Regions from separate parts of the Mus musculus genome. Here region 1 is linked to region 2. The links are chromatin contacts, called in public Hi-C maps. All regions are on one chromosome and are shown on one strand. The core of a region is the stretch at or near the end of the contact, and the rest is flanking DNA. Distances in the headings are between cores, read along the strand shown.

Region 1 (4,389 bases), core at 1,139-3,638, 440 kb after region 2:
AAACCTCTGTTGGCAGATATGGGGAATTATGCATCTAGAATCACTCTATCTGGTCTTGCTGTTGGTACACCCTGATTTCTGTGCCTTTCTGGACTCATGGCCACCAGCCCTTGAGCCTGGACTCCCTGAGAAGAGGTGACATCCTGGGACAAGCTTCTCCCTACAGCTAAGGCCATTCCTGAAGGAGCAAACAGCTGAACAGACACATCCCCAGCCACTGTGGCAACACATCCTTCAAAGGATGACCCAAGAGAAGCTTGGTGGCTCCTGTCACACTAAACACATATATAAACCCATAGTAGGGAAACCATTCACCATGCATTCAAAACTCAGAGTGGATGATGGCAAAGCCCGGTGGCCTAGTGGTCATAGTCAAAGGAGCCTTTCAGCTGCAATGCCCTAGCAGTGGATGGGGATCGAGTCAGATGGAAACATACACCCAGTGGGGCTGGACAGGAGGTAGTCATGTGAGGTGTAATATGGTGTGGGGGCTTGGCCTTGCTGGAGGCGTGCTCTGAGCTAGCAGGCAAGCAGAGCGCTGTCCATGCCCATTTGAGTTGCTTTTCCTCTTCACAAGGGCTCCATCATTTGTCGGCCTGTTACATGGTCCTTTGTGTACATATAGGGTTGACGCTTCCAGTTAGCTAACCCTTCAGTTTCCCTGTTTTGAGAGCTTTGATTCCCAGGGCAGTTCTTCCTCTAGGCCTGGTATCCACACATCTCAAGCTCCAATAAAGATCTCTGTACACACACCACACACTTTGGACACGTGTGCTTCACACACGTGTGCTTCACTAACCCTGGCTGGGACAGCAGCTGACCTGGCCCTTCTGAAAGCCGGACCTATCCGCCTTATCAGGTGAGAACCAAGGCCCAGAGAGAGGAAGTTGGTTGTTCAAACAACAGTAGGTGGTTGAGCCAGGAAGTGGGACATACTCCTCACCCCCACCCCCACCCCCACCCCTACCCCCACAGTGTTGGCCTTCTCTGGGCACAATGCAAAGTCCCAACAAAGCCAGATTCCTCTCTCAAAGGGGCATCTGGATTCCCACACAGGGCTTCCCCCAACAGAGAGTTCCAGAGGCAAAGGCTGACAGAGACACGGGGACTAGGAGAGTGACCGGGCACAGATAAAGTAGGCCTGTCTCTGAGGCCACTGGGTCCTCTCTTGCCCTCCTTCTTCCATTACTGGCAGTGAAAATTTGAGTCCCCAAGAGGAGGCAGTTACAAAGGTAATTTTCGTGGTAATCCAGCCCAGGTCAACTGATCTGTTTTTCTATTAATTGTTTTCCCTAAAATTGCCTTGTTCTCTGAGTTCATGCAGAGCCCCCTCAGGAGCTATTTTATCATATCTGGTTTCTAAATGGTCATACAGCACTGGCTTTCTTACCTCAGGCATATCATGCCCTTCCTAAGGGACGAGGAGTCATTCTCGTCTGCTGGTTAAGCGAGTGGCTTCCGTGGAGGCCTTTCCGCTTTGGAAGTCTATGGAAGGACTTAAGGAGGAGCAGTGTGTGGAAGCCAGAGGCCTATCTGATAACGGGAAAAGGATGGGAAGGCAGCTTAACAGGGAGGCAGGGCAAGGCATGGGGCTCTCTTGCTCTGAAAAGGGGAGAGTGAGTGAGAACTCCCCCAACAATGTGGCAGACATCTTAACCTCCATGTATCTGTGCCACTGCGTCTGTCCTCCCCATCCCATCCCTACCCCCACCCCCCAAGGGGACAGAGGAGAGACAGATGACATGCCTAGGTAATGAACTAGCCCAGAAGGGGAAAGATAACACCTGGAGGATTACGGATGCTTAGAATTTAACACCTCCTTCTCTCAGATCCAGAACCTAGCAGATAGATCCCCTGGGGGAGGATCCTGCTTGCCTCTGCCTGGTGTGGTACTCCACATTGGGCTTGCCTAGACCTTTGGGGACTGAGAGAATGAGGAAGCATGTGGCCATTCCTCATACCTCCATTTTCTGATTGATTCCTTTTCTTACCAGTGTGCCTGCCTATCTTCTACCAGGGACTCTAAGCCCCCTAAAGGGAACTGCGTGAGGCTCCCAATAGTTAGTGGTCAAGTGTTCCTGGGTCTAGTCTGCATCTCCCAAATGCAATTCTTACATTTATATACGCCCCCTGACTCTCCGTGGCCTCACCCCAGCACCTAGGGGTACAGGGTTCACTGATTGTTTGTGGATTGTATGGGAAGAATGTTGAGCACAAAGTGCTGGGCTCCAGAGACCTGGATTCCAATCCTGTTCTGACACTCACCACCACCCTTACGGGTAAAGAAAGGCTAAACACTCAGAACTTCCGTTTCCTTGGCTGTACCATGAATGCTGAGCCGGACACAGAGAGAATAGCATTATCACTGTCAGTATTACTTGTCCTCTAGAGTCCTAGAAGGGCAGCTCTGCCTGGCAAACCCCTCTGCTGTGGGCAGCCCCACCCTTCCTGCTCCCCTCTCTGCCCCTCCCCAGTTCAGTGATGGGGTGTTTTTAGGATAAGCATCCAACACAAGCACTGTGCCTTGAGGAATGATGGCCCTACTCCCAAATGGGGGAGTCCCTGCCGAGACCCTGGAAAAGACCAGTGACCAGGGGCCTTTGCAAGTAGGACTATGGCCGGAAATGGGTTGGATGAGGCCTGTGGCAGTGGCTGGTTGCTTGGTTCCCATTTTAAATGAGGAACTGCCTAGACTGCCCACTTAACCACAGACAAGGGCCTCAGCTTTCTGCTTTCCTCTGTCTCTGAACTCCAGTGTCTGGGCTGTGTTCCTGGTCCTGCTAGGATGAGTGGGAAACTGCTCCCATCACCCCTCCTGCCTGTTCCTGTTTTGGCCGTGAGGATCCAGTTTCCAGCTGGGTCAGCTCTCTGCCCCTTTCTGCCCCTCGGATCCATTCAGCCTGGGAGCAGTGACCAAGCCTGTGGCGTTCAGTGGTCCTAGACTCCAGGCACTGGTGGGGATTGCCATGATTGTTTTATTACTGACCCACTGCATAGACAATGAGGTCTAGGTTTGCCCAAGGCCAAGCAGCTGATTTGGTAAGCCACTGAGATATCAGGCAGGATCTGGCTACCCCCAAGGCTGATTCAAAGACCTGGAAAGGAGAAAAGGGGAGGGAAGAAAGGAGAAAAGATAATGGGTTCTGTCCATGTGCAAGAACTAAGCAATTACCACCTAGAACTGCCTTTTCACTTTGCTGGAGGAACATTTAATTGCTTCCTACAAATAATAACAAAACACCGTGCAGTGCCGGGCTTGTTCTATGCAAGGACTAAGTACTTCACATCGTGAACTGGTCCCAGGCTTAGAGTCAGCAGACCTGTCCTCTCTCAGGAGTCCCAGCCATCCTGAGCACTGGCCCCTGTCATCCCACACTGGCCTCCAATCATGACCCTCTTGCTTTGGCATTAACTCAGACATCTTCTCTTCCTCCAGCTACAGAGATTTTTGACCCCAGTCGCCTACCCATCCAGCATCCTGACCTCCAGTTCTGTGGCCACTACAATCTGGACTGAAATTGTCTCTCCCTTCAGCAAGTGGCACCCCTGGTAGGAACTTTGACCTCGTCTTGGAGAGTTCCTTTCTTAAAATCCCCTCAGACTACGATATTCCTGCATCCACCTAGCCCCAGTTCCTCATAGGAAATACTTCCTCATTTTTTATAAAGTTCAAACATGTATGGCAACTTGCACCTGTAATTCCATCACTTGGGAGGCTAAGGCAGGGGAATTACTGTGATCTCTCTAGGCTAGCCTGGGCTAAGGCAAGACCTTGTATCAAAATAATTATCACCCCAAAAGTCCAATATATAAAAAAGTTCTTACTTAAATATGCGCACGCGCGCATACACACACACACACACACACACACACACACACACCGTGCTAGGGAGATGGTTTAGTGAGCAAGAGTACCTACTGGGCAAACTTGAAGACCTAAGTTACAAACCCAGCACCCATGTAAAAATCTGGGTGTGGTTGCCCACATGCCTGTAACCCCAAGGCTGTGGGAGTCCAGACAGGAAGACTGCTGGGGCTCGCTGGCTGCCAGCCAGGCTCCACTTTTAGTGAGAAACCCTATCCAAAGGGAATAAGACGAAGCTGAGCAAGCAGGCCACCCGATGTCCTTCTCTGTCCACTATGTGTAGGACACACACACACACCACCTACCATACACAGATGTAAGAAGATGGAAATTGTAGGATGCTTCTTTGTCAGAATCAAAAACCATCAATGTCATACTGATAGACAGCATCCCATGAGATGCTGAAAGACCAGGATCGTGTCAGGCGCAAGACGATGCCAGGGTCCTCTACTTCTACTTAACATGACAGTGTTCTGGAACTGTTAACTAGTGGCAGGTGCCAAGAGACAATGACCCCTCACACA
Region 2 (4,578 bases), core at 1,977-4,476:
CAGGACTATCAGGAGGAGAATGGCCCTAGTAAAGACTGTTACACAGGAATATCAGGAGGTTTCTGTTTCCCAGTCATACTTTGGCCATCAAATTGACAAGAGAAATTTAAATGTAAGCATCTTGGCCAGGAGGCAACTGGTGCATATGGGAGTCAGGGAACTTGGAGTCTTCTTTCAGTTCTGCCATTATCAAGCTAATTAAAATGCTTTGCATTTTGCCTCAAATTTTCCATCTAAGCCAGGCTGGAGGATGGAAGTGGTTTGAGTTCTCTCTGGCAGACAGGAACCAATGGTTCCCAACGCTGGCTGCACGTTAACACCTCCCAGGAGCATTAAGCTTCCCGATGCTCTGGTCACACATGGCCGGCAGGCCACACACACTCCTAGCTAAAGCACACTCGGCCGGCACACAGCTGGCACTGTCCGGGGAGCCGAGTCCAGTGTGTGGGCCACGTGGAAGACTGCTGGGTTTCAGAAGGAAAGGGCTAGGAGAGGATTGGAGAGCTGTGTGTGTCTAAGAGATGGGAATGAGACTGACAGTGAGATCGCAGTCCTGGGCATGCTCTGTAGGTAGATCAGCTAAGAGGAGATGGGGAAGCACAGTCTGCAAAGTCCATTAGGGCTGCCAGGCTGGACCCAACACTGGGATGAAGACACGGTAGAGCGAGCGACAGAGATGTGCTTGCTGAACCCTGCTCAGAAGGGCTGCAGGGTTGTTCTCTCTTGGGGAGGTTGTGGCTATTGTTGGTTTTTTTTTTTTTGTTTTTGTTTTGTTTTTATTTGCTTCTATCTTTCTAAAATTCACATTTGGCCAAAATAATTAGATTTCATTTTTGGAGCTGTGAGTAGAGTAATTTTTAACTTGACCTTGTCACTTGACTGTGGTGGGACACATATGACGTGTGTGTATATATGTTCATGTTTATCTCCTTGCGTTCACTTCTGAGAACGTAGGAGTCTATTCTTCTCTCTCCACCTACTCACACTGTACCTGCTTTTCAAGCACCAACGTACATCTACCTTCCCTCTTTTGGCGCTCATTAATCCTCTCATTTCCAAAACTCCTACACAGCATTCCTGATTGCTACCATAATCTAGTGCCATCTTACACTGTTTGCAACTCCATATTTGTCCATTGAGTCTTCCCGCAGCGTGGAGAGGCTAGCCTGGGATCTATCGGCCCTTCCCTCAGCCCTGCACATGGACGGTGTTTAATTAGTATCACATTGTCGTAGTTACTCTACAGTATATTTTCTTGAGCCTATCTTATTCATGAAGGGATATGACCCTGAGCACAGGAGTTACGTTGTAGCTGCAGATAAGGCTTTGCTTATAACAGTTTTCTTGTTTTGCAGACATTATTCTTGAATCACACATAATATGAGGCAGTTCTATCTGTGTGAGCCTGTTCCAGCTGAAAGGGATGGGTAAAGGGCAGCTCCAACATGGATTTATGCCAGGGAGGTTCACAGGACCTAATGATCTTGCTTGTAGGGTCTTCTGGTTATGAAGGAGCTCTGACACTGCTGCTCATCTGACACTGCTGTTGAAGCTCTCTTACACGGAGCCCTCCTGTCCTCACTGCTCTCTTACATGAAACCCTCCTGCCCTTGCTGCTTCTGACACTGCTGTCGAAGCCTGTAACTTTCCAAGGCTGGCTAGTGAACCCTACTCCTGCCTTGGCCTCTCCGTGCTGGGATTATACATATACACATATCACCAGACTGCCCCCCCCACCTTTTAAACACAGGTTCTATGCATTGCGATCAGATCATCATACTTGGCACACTGCCATCTCTAGTCTCCTGCTATTTTTGAGACAGGGTCTCAGCATGCAGGTTAGGGAGGGCAGCTTTACACTTTTAGTGGCTCTGTGATAGCCTCCAGCGTGCTGGGATTACAGGCATTGACCAGGGTTTGATGTTTAGAAAGAACTTATGCCTCATAAACATTTGACTTCAATGGAATACAAGTGGAGAAAGCATTTGCACCCGTCAGGAGAAGTCTATGAGAGAGGCCCTGGCAGGCTGTTTGCCTTGGGATGAAGACTTTCATTTTCAAAAACACCGTCTCTAGTTATCACTGGACTTTAGCCTGAACACACGACTCAGCTGAGTACCAAATCCATGATTCTTAACTCTGTAGAGTGCTCCATTATCCATTTGTCACGAAATAAACACTAACAGAACCCTGCTTCCTGCTTTTGTGACAAGTACCTTACTAAATAACTCCTAATTGGGTCTGCCTGTGCCACCAATCTTTCCTGTCAGTGCCTGATAGCTAGTGTATCACAGTGGAACATAAGCTAGCATTGCGTAGAGAATACAGGGGATTCTCTACCAGTTTCTCTTTTGCTCCATCTGTTCATTTTTATCTTGATTAATGTAATGATTTGGGTTTTGATTTGGAACTTGTCATCTTTAAAAAAAAAAAAACCTGCTAAAAAACAAGTGTGGCTAATTTGTCTGACGAGAATCTACTGCAAGCTGTGTGTGTGCTGGTGCTAACCTGTGGCCCAGCTTCAGACAGGTGAAGGTGGGAGGATTAAGGGCTTTCTACACCACATAGCAAGGTCAAGGCCAGCATAGGCTACAAGGGGCTATGAAACCCTATCTCACACAACCAAAAAGAAACACAACATAGGACAACACAACACAATGGAAGCTATAATGACGGTGGATAACTTTTGCTATAAAAGTCTATTATTTTTCTCCTTAAGAACTCTTAAGAGGCACATACCTATAATCCCAGCAGTCAGGACATCAAGGCAGGAGTATTATGACTTGAAAGCTAATAGGGGCTACAAAAAGAAACCCTTTATTAATCAATTAATAAAAGAGGTTTCCAGCTAGAAGTGAAGTTTAGAGGCAGAAGGCATTCTTTGCATTTGTGAGACTCTGTGTTTCTTCCCCAACACCAAAAAAGAAAATAAAACAAGGAGACTAAGAATAACACACAATTTTCTTAATTTAATGTTTTAAATAAATCCCTGCCTTAGAGTCCCAAGGTACAAAAGCAAATTTATCCTGGGCCAGCTTCCCTTGAAATCAGTTTCCTTATGTTTTCCTGTGCAAAAGCTTGGACTAAATTGTGTGGAGCAGACACGGATGACTAAAAGAGCTCAGAAGATGCTCTGGAAGCATGAGGTGCTGGCAGGAGCCATCCATTCCACTGAGCAGAGTGGCTCCTCTGCTCCTCCCTTCAATCGCCCTCAGGACTGCAGCACAGCCCCTCCCTGCTCCTCTCACATCCATCACATGATTTCATGTCTCACTTCCCCAGTTTAGTTCTACAACTCAAATATTTCTATTTTGTTTTTCTATCTTTGCCTTCCATTCTATAGACCTAAAATAAAAACAATCTCAAAATCTTAAGAGTAGGATGAGAACTGGGGCCCATGGAATCCTGACTTCAGTGGCCCAGGAATACTTTGTATATACAGCTTCCAAGAGGGGAAGGGGGCTCCATTGTCTTTTCTACTCCCCTCGTCCTAGGACAGCCACTCTGGATACCTAGCTTCCCAAACCAATTCTATGTCGATCTTTTTCCTGCCAGGAAAGCCTATCTTCTTCCCAGTGTGAGCCCCCTTTGTGAGCATCACTGGGTAGTTACCTAGATCTCATCTCCAATCAAGGACGGGATAAGTCAGTGTAAAACTTTTGTCAATGCCCTCTCACTGTGGCATCATTTCTAGAACACAATTATTTCCAGATTGGCCCTGTTACTATTTTAAATCCCTATGGACCAATCTTGATGATAGAGGTGGTTCTTATTTTGAATTTTGTTTTTCCTGTGATGTTTCTGACCAAATAGCCATGAGAATGATATGCTGGTCATAAATGAGAAATAGCAGATGAAGTGATAATTGTATGGTCTACACATCCCTTAGAGGCTCCCACTGAGAGCAAAGTGCTGCAGGAATGCAGAAATGACATTTCTGCAGATTTTTTTTTTTTGTAAAATCTATATAGTTCACAAGAGACAGCTTTTCTAATTTTTTATTCCTTATCATTTGCTGGGCAGATTCAAACTCAGCTTTCCTTATACTTAAACTCACATAAGTTTACCTTCTAATAACAGAATGTTACCACCTTCAAATGACATGAACTATATACAATTGGAAACTTTTGACAGCCAAATACAATTATTTCAGAGGATTACTGATGTTACATACCCCTTCTCTATACAACGGAAAGCAGAAGGATGCCAAGGATCAATTATATGTGGCCATTACAACCTAGTCTGCTAGCACTCACGGTACAGTGGTGATGATGAGAGGCGGGCTTAATGACGAGGGGCTGATCCTAGAGCTGGTTTGTGGCTGAGGCCCTGAGTGCAGGGTGACTCAGGCTGTTCAGAAGTGGGACTGTAGACCCCCAGGGAACAGGTTAATTCCTCTCACATTGCATACACTGGCTCTAAATTCATTGGATTCAGAGAATACAGCATCAAGTGATTTGAGGACTGCTGCTTCCCAGAGGATTCACTGACGGAGAAACTCACACAAAGCATAAGAAAGCCTAATCACTCTTATTTAGATTTTTTTACAAACAAACCTTCAAAAGAATTAAAAACAGG

The links. A called contact is a pair of places that touch in the nucleus more often than the background predicts.
Region 1: a Hi-C map of bone marrow-derived macrophages shows a contact between it and region 2, with 15 read pairs. The contact joins two enhancer-like sites. A contact is called at or near these places in 1 of 484 Hi-C or Micro-C datasets (bone marrow-derived macrophages), 1 of 115 datasets of contacts at active chromatin or transcription factors (stem cell-derived neural progenitor cells) and 1 of 9 other capture datasets (adipose tissue).

What each region holds. Positions count from the first base shown.
Region 1 is chr5:32,110,018-32,114,406 of GRCm38.p6, forward strand. No RefSeq gene overlaps it. Among named protein-coding and RNA genes, the nearest start is that of Gm36665, 8.9 kb to the right of the region's middle. Within about 2 kb of position 2,389, at least 75 of the 459 cell types and tissues checked have an H3K27ac peak or open chromatin away from gene starts, as enhancers often do. A contact at or near this core is called in bone marrow-derived macrophages, where this site is marked.
Region 2 is chr5:31,668,130-31,672,707 of GRCm38.p6, forward strand. The region is part of intron 2 of Rbks (ribokinase); the gene reads right to left. Among named protein-coding and RNA genes, the nearest start is that of Mir3473e, 3.1 kb to the left of the region's middle. Within about 2 kb of position 3,227, at least 7 of the 459 cell types and tissues checked have an H3K27ac peak or open chromatin away from gene starts, as enhancers often do. A contact at or near this core is called in bone marrow-derived macrophages, where this site is marked.